2 separate regions of the Sus scrofa genome follow, and region 1 is linked to region 2. Evidence: chromatin contacts called from public HiChIP or PLAC-seq data. All regions are on one chromosome and are shown on one strand. The core of a region is the stretch at or near the end of the contact, and the rest is flanking DNA. Distances in the headings are between cores, read along the strand shown. Region 1 overlaps LOC106506502 (a long non-coding RNA gene). Region 2 overlaps LOC102159433 (a long non-coding RNA gene).

Region 1 (4,919 bases), core at 1,057-3,556, 140 kb before region 2:
GCAACCTACATCACAACTTGAGGCAACACCACATCCTTTAACCTACTGAGCAAGGCCAGAAGATCAACACTGCATCCTCATAGATACTAGTTAGATTCTTAACCTACTGAGCCACAATGGGAACTCTGCACCGAAGTATTTTTAACATCATTCCTGTGTTAGAGCTGTAGTTCTCAACTCTCTTCTCAAAGTAGAATCACCTAGAGCTTGTAGAAATGACTAATGCCTGGGTCCTAACTTCAGAAATTGATATATAGCTCTCTCATAAATGCTAAACTGAGACCAATACTTTAGGAGTATGTTTTATTGCTTTAAATATTTAAAAATAATAGTTATATGTAAGGATATTAAGGATATTCTGTATATTAGGCATTATGATACATGATTTGAATTAATGGTATTTTATTGAATCTTCACCCAAATCCTATGAATCAAGCTCATTACGTCTATTTTACAGAAAAGAAAATTGAATATTTGAGGAGTTAAGTTACTTGCCGAAAGTCTCATGGGGTGGAGGATATGAAACTAGTTCATCCAGTCTCTAAAATCCATGCATTTATTTAATCATTCTGCTGCATTGCTTAGTAAATTGAGCTTTTGTCAAAAGAACGTAATATAAAATCTGCAACAATTTCAAAAGAGCTCCTCTCTCTCTGGACCTGTGGTTACAAGATGACAGCAAAAAGAAAGGCATCCTGCCAGAATTTGGCATTGTCGCTCAATGAAGCAGGAAATCCCAGTCTTGTTGAATTGAGAGCATGGAGCTACCACAGAATAAAGAGAACAGATAGAACTCGGGCCAGTAATAGAGCTTGCCCAGTATACATTTCCAACTGGTTAAAACCCACTTCCTTTTACCACCATTTTGAGCTAGTATGCTGTCACTTTTTAAGTAAAATATGTATCTCCTGCCAAAGAGAGCCGGCTCTTCCATTGTCTGTAATACAGGAAACATCTTTTAATTTCTGCCAACTTTGACTATCTCAGCATGGCACATGCCAGTGGAGATTTGGGGTGTAACTGTTGGACACCAAGATTCAGTAACAGAAAAGACATTAAAGATAAATTTATGTCATGTTTGTTGCATCTTTTTCATGTGCCTTTTAAGAGACCTAGTAACTAAACACATCACCAGTTTCAGCAAGCCAGGGCTGAGAGGTTAGATTATTGTTTACGCTCTGAAAGCACCTTTGAGACAATCTTTGGTCCATCACAGATATCTTCTCTCATCAACACATACTAATTACCTCTAGAGGAAGGAGATCCCTGAGGTCTCCTGCTAGGAAATGCTAATAAAACCACATACAGTATTACAGGATGATGGACTGGGGAAAAAGCGCTCTGGACTCCACCCCCACTATCTGCAATAATTCACTGTGTTCTCGTTAGCAAATATGTAGAATATAATTACAATTGTCATCTATCTCGTAGAAATGTGGTGAACAAAATGTACTGAAGAAAACTTTTCCTAACCTGAAAAAACATAGGTGTTGGTGATCCAATTAAAGTCAATAGACATTTTGTTGAACATTAGGGCACCGTGAGGATAGTAAAATTCCATATGAAACAGTCTCTATCCTCACAAGATTCAAAATCTAGGTAAACCAAGGTAAATAAGTGGAGTATCTGGGAGAATTTCATAAACTCTATTATTAAAAATACAGACACAAAGTGCATTGGGGAAGGAGTGAAGTTGCTATCAGAGCTTTCTATCCTAATCCCAATATTTATGAGAATGGGTAACTAGTAAATGACTTAACTCAGGTGAACCTTTAGTATTATCAATCAATGGGCCATAATATCAAGCTTCAGGCATGTAGAAAAGATAAGTAAAAAGTAAGCTAATGAGTGTGAAAAAAGGAAATGCGGAAAGCTCTTTATAAATGCCGGTTGTTCCTATAATCATTGATCCTTGGACCTAGAGGTGAGGAATTCAGGGAGTCTTCAGAGAAGGGCCATTAGAAAAGTAGATGTCTGAACATCCCACTGATTACTGCTTGTTGTTCATCTGAAATTCAAATGTAACTGGGTGTTCCGTGTTTTATCTGGCAACCCTACCTGGGACTTAGTTGGGACCCAGCACTGGGTGAGTCATCCAGGCTGTGTGAACCAGGCAGGGTGCACTGGGGATTATGTTGTTCTTCCCTTCCTACCTCTTCATACTTCAGACCCCAGGATCATGTCAGTTTCTTTTTTTAACAGCCGGTATTGCTGACTCATGCTGGGCTTGCAATCACTGGGCCGATGAGTAGGCAAGAAAGCACTTTGTCACTCTCTGGAGGAGAAGAACTGAGAGCTGCCCTTGGAAAGGAGCCTGCACAGCAACCTGGGTCACTGAACATGCCACATGCCGAAGGAATTACCACTGTTCAGTGTGAGTTCTATCTGAATTTGGGAAAGTCCCTCTGAAGGAATCTGATACTTTAAACACAGGGCAAACCAGCTGTTACCTTAACTGGATTATTTACAAGAAAATTTTATTATTCCCTGAAGTTTGTGATTTAGCTATATTTTACATTTATTTTGTTCTCTCAATGAAAGTATCAGTCACATCAGAAATTTGGTGTTTTTGTGTGTGAGAGTTTTGGTTTTAGTTGTGTTTGATTTTACACTCCAGATCAAAGTGCAGTGTAATTAACCTTTGGTGTTTGGACAAGGCGACCAGCAAAGGGGATAGACATATTCTCTTTATACTGGAGGGGAGGGGCTCAGGTCCAGGCAGCCATCTGTGGGAGTGGACCCAGAGGGACCAGATTTTGGAAATGCCTTTGTTTGGCAAGGATATTGTTTTTATTTAGCTCAATTGTTACAGAGCAATTAAAAAAACAACAATGAAGTTTCTAAAGATGCTTTTGTGCAGACAGTATATAAGTGTGAGAAAATGACAATAGTTCCCATGAGAGGAAATAAAGTAACTAAAAGTAACAAGTAACAGCAATATATTCAGCAGCTCTCCCTAACAAACAGCATTCCTAATGGCCTATCCCCCTACAACACTACTTCTCCAAATATTTGGGGAAAATACCATTAAGAAATAGAGGGACATTGTTTGGAAGAGACTATTTGACATGCCGCAAAAATCACTTCTTTCAAAACTATGGGAAGTTTCAGGAGCTGTTGTGTACCGGGAGGGTTTTATTTGTTGAGCCCTGTAACAGGGCAGTCAGAGTTAAGTGCTTTCTGCCAGACATCTGCCATGGCTGGAAAAAAAAACATATCTTAAAAGCAATCAGTGTATGTGCCTGCTCTTTCAAGAACAGGAGACTGAGTGATTTATGCTGGTTGCAACTTTGACCATGAGAACACTTAGACAGCAACTTTGTCTAGAAAACCGCTGGCATCAAAGCCTTTGAAGGTCAAGAACATTGACAACAGCATAAGTTTTGCAATTTTTGTTTTCAAGTCTCTCAGCCTTAGGATTTTTAGGAGCAAAGCAGGGTGATGACTTGAACACCGGAAATATAGATTTCACTAATATGCACAACACTATAGGCTTTGTAAGCAATTATGGACATGGGTTTACATGTTGTAGGTGGCAGTCTAGTTTCATGTTGGTTAATCTAAGGTACTAGATTGAAGTACAGAAAAGCCTTATTTTCCAGATTCCTTTTAGACTTTTTTGTGAACATGTGCATGCATGTGCACACACATGCACACATGTGTGCACACACACACCCTTGCCTCTTTTCTAAAAAACAAAGTACCAATCAACAAAGGAAACTTTGAAAATGGAAACAAGTCTCCAGGGTTCTCAATTACTAGTTTTTTCTAAATTTGTTCCCTTAATACTTCATTAAAAATAGGAACATTTAGGTCTAACAATAATAAGGTGGCTTTATCACTGGAAAAAAGTAGGAATCATAGTTAGTCATATCAAAAGTGGGTGGCTACCCTGCCCCAGCAAACACAGGAGTAAGTAGATTCTCCACTATTCTTTCTCTGAGACTGTAAAGACTGTGTGTTTTCTCAGAGAGCCTCCCATGAAGAGGTTCTCAAGCTTTTGAATGAAAGCTTGTTCTGTGGGAGGGAAGATAGTAAATACAATAATTATTACATGAGTCTTAGTGGAAGATATGGGGCCAACTGACACATGACTAATAGGAGGCATTGTCTATAATGCATCTAGGGGCTCAGGAAAATGTTTAATTTTTAAAAATCTGAACTGGAAAATGAATATCATCATCGTGATGGATAAATGGGTAATGAATCCAGCTCAGATTATGTTTTCTTTACAACAATGCAGTTATAAAATATAATATTTTCATATGGAGAAAAAGAGTCTCACAAAGCAAAAGTGCTGGGAGTACATGGCAGTTGTCAGCACAGGTGGGATGGCCAAGGGCTATGGGGGCACAGAAGGAGGAGCAGGAAAGTCTCAATAAAGGAGGTGACAGGTGAACCAGCTGCAAAGGATGGATAGACCCTTGCTTGTGATGACAGGGGAAAGACATTCCTACAGAAGACATAAGCAGAGACTTTGAAATATAGCATGGATTAATAGGGTCTTAGGAAACAGAGTATGCTTCTTTTAACTTACTTTAAGGATAGAACATAAAGGACATTATAAAATGGTGCGTGGGGGTTGATTGGTTTGCTTAGGATGATGTTTGAAGTTTTTCCATCTTTTTCAGTTCTATCCTTAAAGGATTTATCACTAGTTTTAATGTAGAAGTATTAAAGCAGGTCTTTGAAAAAAAAAATTTCAAGCATATTAAATAGGCACCTCCTTTAAAATGGGTGACTAAAATTTCAAAACAAAACAAAATCAACATGATAGAAAGATTATCCTGCTCCTGCCCCTTCCCCATCTTTTGTCTGCTCCTTCTATTCCCTTGATTTTCAGGTTGTTGATAGCACTTTAAATTTTATAAAACTTACAACATAAGGATACTTTCTTGAAAGATGATTGACAAGAAATG
Region 2 (5,408 bases), core at 243-2,742:
CCCTCATCACCCACAGCAGAGTCTGGCATATAGAAGGTGCTCAGGAAGGACACCAGCCAGGGAAACAGGACAAGAACCACTACATCAAGTCATTCTAAGGCTCACAATGAGGGATGGAGGCAACTTCACATTCTGGCTGAACCTCTTACCCTTTATCTGACCTTGAGAGACTCATTTTAACCTCTGCTAATGGCTGAATTGTGTCCTCCCCACCCCTAAACTCATATGACCAAGTCCTAACCCCCAATACCTCCAAATGGGTCTATATTTGGACACAGGGCCGTCCTAACCCCACATGACCGGTATCCTAATAAGAGGAGGAAATTGAGACACAAAACCTACAGAGGAAAGATGATGTGAAGATGCAGTGAGGAGGTGGCCCATCTACAAGCAAAACAGAGTTCTCAGAAGAAACCAATCCTGCCAACACCTTGATCTCAGATTTCTAGTCTCCAGAATTGTGAAAAAATACAATTGCATGGTTTAAGCAAATCAGTCTGTGGAGCCCTAGCAAACTGATACAACCTCTCTAAGACTTATTTTTTCATCTCTAAAATAAGAATGGTCAGTACTATTTAATGTGGATTAATGAAATAATGTATAGAAAGAGACATAATGCAGTGACAGTAACATAGACATCACTCAGAAATACTAGCCACAAATTGTCTACTTTCCTCCTAGAATCTAACTCCTTCATATGGCAGTTATCAGTATGATAATCTTAGCAGATTTCACATAGAAGATAGTTTAGAATTGCGATACCTGTATAATTTCAAAGTAACACCAAGACGGCTTTACATTAAACACCCAATTGATAATTGTAGTATGAATAATGAAGGAATGAATTTGTAAGCATAATGGATATACCAATCTATTCTCTGGGTAAGCAATTCCCTCCAAGCGCTATGACTTATAGAGGCACCCACCTAAAGCAGAGGGAAAATTTCCATTACAATAAACGCAAACATAGCAAAGCTGGGAGTTCCTGTTGTGGCTCAGAGAGTTAAGAACCTAACTAGTATCCATGAGGATGCGGGTTTGATCCCTAGACTCACTCAGTGGGTTAAGGATCTGGCATTGCCTCAAACTGTGGCATAAGTCAGAGATGCAGCTTGGATCCCAAGTTGCTGTGGCTGTGGTGTAGGCCAGTAGCTGCAGCTATGATTCAACCCCTAGCCTAGAAACTTCCATATGCCACAGGTGCAGCCCTAAAAATAAAAAAAATAAACACAGCAAAGCCACATCATCACCTTAAATGCATATTTAGTTGTGAGGCAAACCATTCATCTATGAAAGAAAATAATTTCTAATTCCTTTCTGGAGCAAGATTATATCTTGATTCAAGACTTGCTTTGTCTAAATCCTACTTCTTTCTCCCAGGAAAAAATCCAAAGCCTTAGATGTTTCAAGAAAAGCCCTTCACAAACAGACTGACTAAGAAGCATGGTGTTTCCCATCCCCCTACTTCCTGGAAGAGGTTCCTGCTTCTCAAAGGTTTGCTCTGTCTATTGCCAGCACAACCACCTCCAGACACCCACGCCCTGCATTTCCTGTTGGTAATGTCCGCTGGAGTATCTGGTCACATGGATGCAAGAAAACACACACACACTGAAATACATAATTGTCAGAGGAAGGAAACTTGGGAATTGGAAAGGCCCCTTAATTTATGATAAACACACATTGTTATTACTGGCTTATCTTCGTCATCATTTGAAAATATTTCCACAGGGCAGTTTCTACCTACCTGGGCACCCTACATTGCCTTATGCACACACCTCTAGATTAGAAGCTCGGAGTTCCATCATGGCTCAGTAGTTAACGAACCTGACTAGGATCCACGAGGACATGGGTTTGATCCCTGGCCTCTCTCAGTGGCTTAAGGACTTGGTGTTGCTGTGGCTGTGGCGTAGGCTGGCAGCTATAGCTCTGATTCGACCCCTAGCCTGGGAACCTCCATATGCCACACATGTGGCCCTCAAAAGACACACACACACAAAATTAAATAAATAGATGAGAACTTCGTTTCTAGTTCCCTGTCTAAGCAAAGAATATTTGCATTTTTCCAAAAGTACATTAATTAGAGGTCCTTGCAGGAGAAGGTGATCCGATACAATTCATGTGCCCATAGAACCCTTCCTGACCCTCTTTTTCTTTTTCCCATAGGAGAGGAAAAACTGGCTAGAACAAAGAAGTACTTTTTTTTCTTGGCAATTGATAGCATGTAGGTTTACACAGTGTACCCAGCCAAGTTGTTATTTCCTTTCAGTATAGGCTGAAGTTAGATTCATATGTACTGAAGGAATATAAGAACCATTTGTGTTTTTTTTATTCCTTATGATACATAATAACTTTCACATACCCTCCTGCCAAGATGTAAATATATTCAATGGGCAAATCATCAGCAGTTCTGAAGAGGAAGCAAAAAGCTGGTTTCACTTATTTATTTTGTTTGGTTGATTGTGTTAGCATCAGATTATTAAAGGTACATGTTCTCATTTCCTTTGTTTATATTTTATTAGAACACTAATGACTGTTATTAACATTATTACCACTCTTTATAATAACATCTTGCCTTTAAATGAAGTCTTTCGTCCTGAAATATCCCAAAGCTGTTTACAACCTATTAAATAAATTAGACATGGGCCTCACCTCACTCTCCCCAAAAAGGTACCCACTTCCGGCAGTGAAATCCAGCCGCTGTATTACCACAAGACTAGCCCAGCCTGGGATGTCATTAAGGACGGAAAGGGCCACAGAAAGTTTACTCAATGTGGGGCTACAAGACCCCTTCAAGGAGATAGAACCTCAAGCCTCTGGACAAGACAAGAAGTGCCAGACCTTTGTCATTGCCCCCGCCCATCTCATTGTCCCCTACCTTGAGCAACCTGGCTTACTACTTCCTATGCCCTACTAGGAAAGGTATGCAGCCCACTCCCTACCCCACCCCTATAGGGGCATTATATGTGCTCAACCAACCAGCAAGAGTATCTTAAGACCCCTCTTTTTCCAACCAATCACCTGTCAACAGGTGTAACATAAGACTTCTCCTCTCCTTGGGCCATAAAAACAGACATGACCATGCACCTAGGGTCATCAGCTCTCCCTGATCATCAGGAAGTGGTTCTGCCTCACTAGCAGCATCAGTCTCTTATCTCAATAAGCTCTTCTTTCTTTTCACCTAACTATACTGGAAAATTCTTTTCTCCAACCTGCATGCACAGATGACGACACTCTAGTCAACTAGCCACTAGCCATGGCACTAAGAGGCCCTAAAAGACAAGCAGAACAAAGGCCCTTTTTGAACTGTGGACCTTGATCAAAGGTCTAAAGAGCTGGATTGATGATTTGTCTTATCTTCTGGACCCAGGCCTAAAATAGTTAGAGGTGCAAATCAGGAAATATGGTATTTCTGCGAATATTAAAGGGAAAAAAGTTGCAGATTTATGAGAAAGAGAGTTAATGCTCCTGAGGCATTTAACCATTGAAATCATCTGAACTGAATCCAAATACCTGTCTTTTTCATGTTCACTTTTATTATTCACCTTCAATGATGAGAATATTGAAAACTGCTTGAATCCCATCCAATGGTATGTGTTTTTGTCCAGCCAACCGTTGATCTAACCACCATTAATCTTTAATTCTGTTAAATTCAACCGCATTGCTTTTTGCCTGCAAGACCCCACACGGGAGAGCCTCTTGAACTGGGAAGAATTTTAGTAGAAGGCATGTAAGCTAATCATTTCTTTTTCCAACATTTCTCTACTCTTCTGAATTGGGAGAAAAAAGGGCTACTGTATTTTTTGACAGTCTGAGTGGACAGCAGTAGTAATGTGTAACAACTCATCTGCGAGTATTCTGAATTCTTCCTAGCAAGGCCCTCACAGCCCTGGGCCGCTCCTATCTTTCCATCCCACACTGTCGGCCCAGAGGGGACTGAATCCCCTGGGTTCCAAAGGACATTTGCTGTGCTCATTCCCTCCATATCCAACTTCTCCTTCTGCTGCCGCTCAAGACTTTGTCATGGAACGACTTCTCTGAGGGAAGATTTCAGTTTCCTAATCAATTCTAGGGAAAATTTTTCTGGACTGCATTGATAGTGTAGCCTGAATACCATGGATTATGGGCTTGAACTTTAGACAACAAAGCAAGCTCCTTTGAAATCTATTTAGCCTTCCAGTCATCTTTGATAATGACTCTCAATGAAGCCTTAAATCCATTTAGGTATGCTGCTACATGTTATAAAACTAGAAAAACACTGGCATCAGCATTTGTTCTTTAGGGTATTTATATTTAAGTTGGAGAGGGGGAGTCTAAGGGAAACTTCTTTTAGAGCTGATGAATAATTTGCACTTATCTATTTCCGGGGAGCCTGAAAAGTTCCAGGTAGCAGATTTTTCTACATGCAAATTAAAAATCAGCTACCATAAAGAAGAGAGGACTATATCATGAACAAAAATTCAAACTCCTTTTGAGGAGTTCCCATCGTGGGGCAGTGGTTAACGAATCTGACATGAGGTTGCGGGTTCGATCCCTGCCCTTGCTCAGTGGGTTAAGGATCTGGCATTGCCATGAGCTGTGGTGTAGATCGCAGACGTGGCTCGGATCCCACGTTGCTGTGGCCCTGGCGTAGGCCGGTGGCTACAGCTCCGATTAGACCCCTAGCCTGGGAACCTCCATATGCCGTGGGAACAGCCCTAAAAAAGGCAAAAAAAAAAAAAAAAAAAAAATTCAAACTCCTTTTAATGTCATTTAATCATGGTATTATCCTGTGTAATATGCAAAATAGTTTAAAGCATTATGTCTGCAGAGAAGTCCATGGAAAACTCGTGAATTTCAAGGGTGACAGAATTAGTGCAGTCAAATATAACTTCAACTGATTTGATTATAGATTGCCATGGACTACGTTAACCAAACTTTAGGGTTAGCCAAGTGTCTATTGAATCTAAAATCTTTAGGGAGAGAACACCAGAGAGTTTCTACTTCTGAGTTAGATTTGAGGATGTGGAAAGATTTGTGTCTATGTTCATTATTCTATTTTGCCTGAGAGAAGGGAGACAATGAAACATTTTTAAATTATTTGCTAATTCTAAGTCCGCCAAACCTCCTCAGATTACTGAGCCTATGGATTGGCATCGGTAGAGTTTCCATATTCAGAACTCTGGCAGATTAGAAGTCTGAGGCATCACCCCTTATTACCTGACCTCAAGATACCACTTTAGTTAACTGACTGATCTAAATCTTCCCTTGGAAACTACTCCAAGACTTCTGTTCTTATCCAGATTTTGGAGTGAATATGTGGGGTCATTGGCCTATGTGAGTAAAACATGCATGGATGTTTTTTATCCTACAACTGCCTGGCCTTGCAGCTAGAACAGCATCATCTCATCCATTTGGACCAGAGGAAGGGT

Evidence for each region. HiChIP or PLAC-seq counts read pairs in DNA pulled down with a chosen protein or histone mark.
Region 1: an H3K27ac HiChIP or PLAC-seq map of alveolar macrophages shows a contact between it and region 2. The contact joins two enhancer-like sites. A contact is called at or near these places in 2 of 2 datasets of contacts at active chromatin or transcription factors (alveolar macrophages and skeletal muscle).

Annotation. Positions count from the first base shown.
Region 1 is chr16:37,152,733-37,157,651 of Sscrofa11.1, reverse strand. LOC106506502 (a long non-coding RNA gene) reads left to right here. Exons shown (of 4, transcript XR_002339610.1): 2 at 2,203-2,374. Among named protein-coding and RNA genes, the nearest start is that of PLK2, 150 kb to the left of the region's middle. Within about 2 kb of position 2,306, at least 22 of the 83 cell types and tissues checked have an H3K27ac peak or open chromatin away from gene starts, as enhancers often do. A contact at or near this core is called in alveolar macrophages, where this site is marked.
Region 2 is chr16:37,016,400-37,021,807 of Sscrofa11.1, reverse strand. All of the region lies in intron 6 of LOC102159433 (a long non-coding RNA gene), which reads right to left. Among named protein-coding and RNA genes, the nearest start is that of MIR9799, 280 kb to the right of the region's middle. Within about 2 kb of position 1,492, at least 1 of the 83 cell types and tissues checked has an H3K27ac peak or open chromatin away from gene starts, as enhancers often do. A contact at or near this core is called in alveolar macrophages, where this site is marked.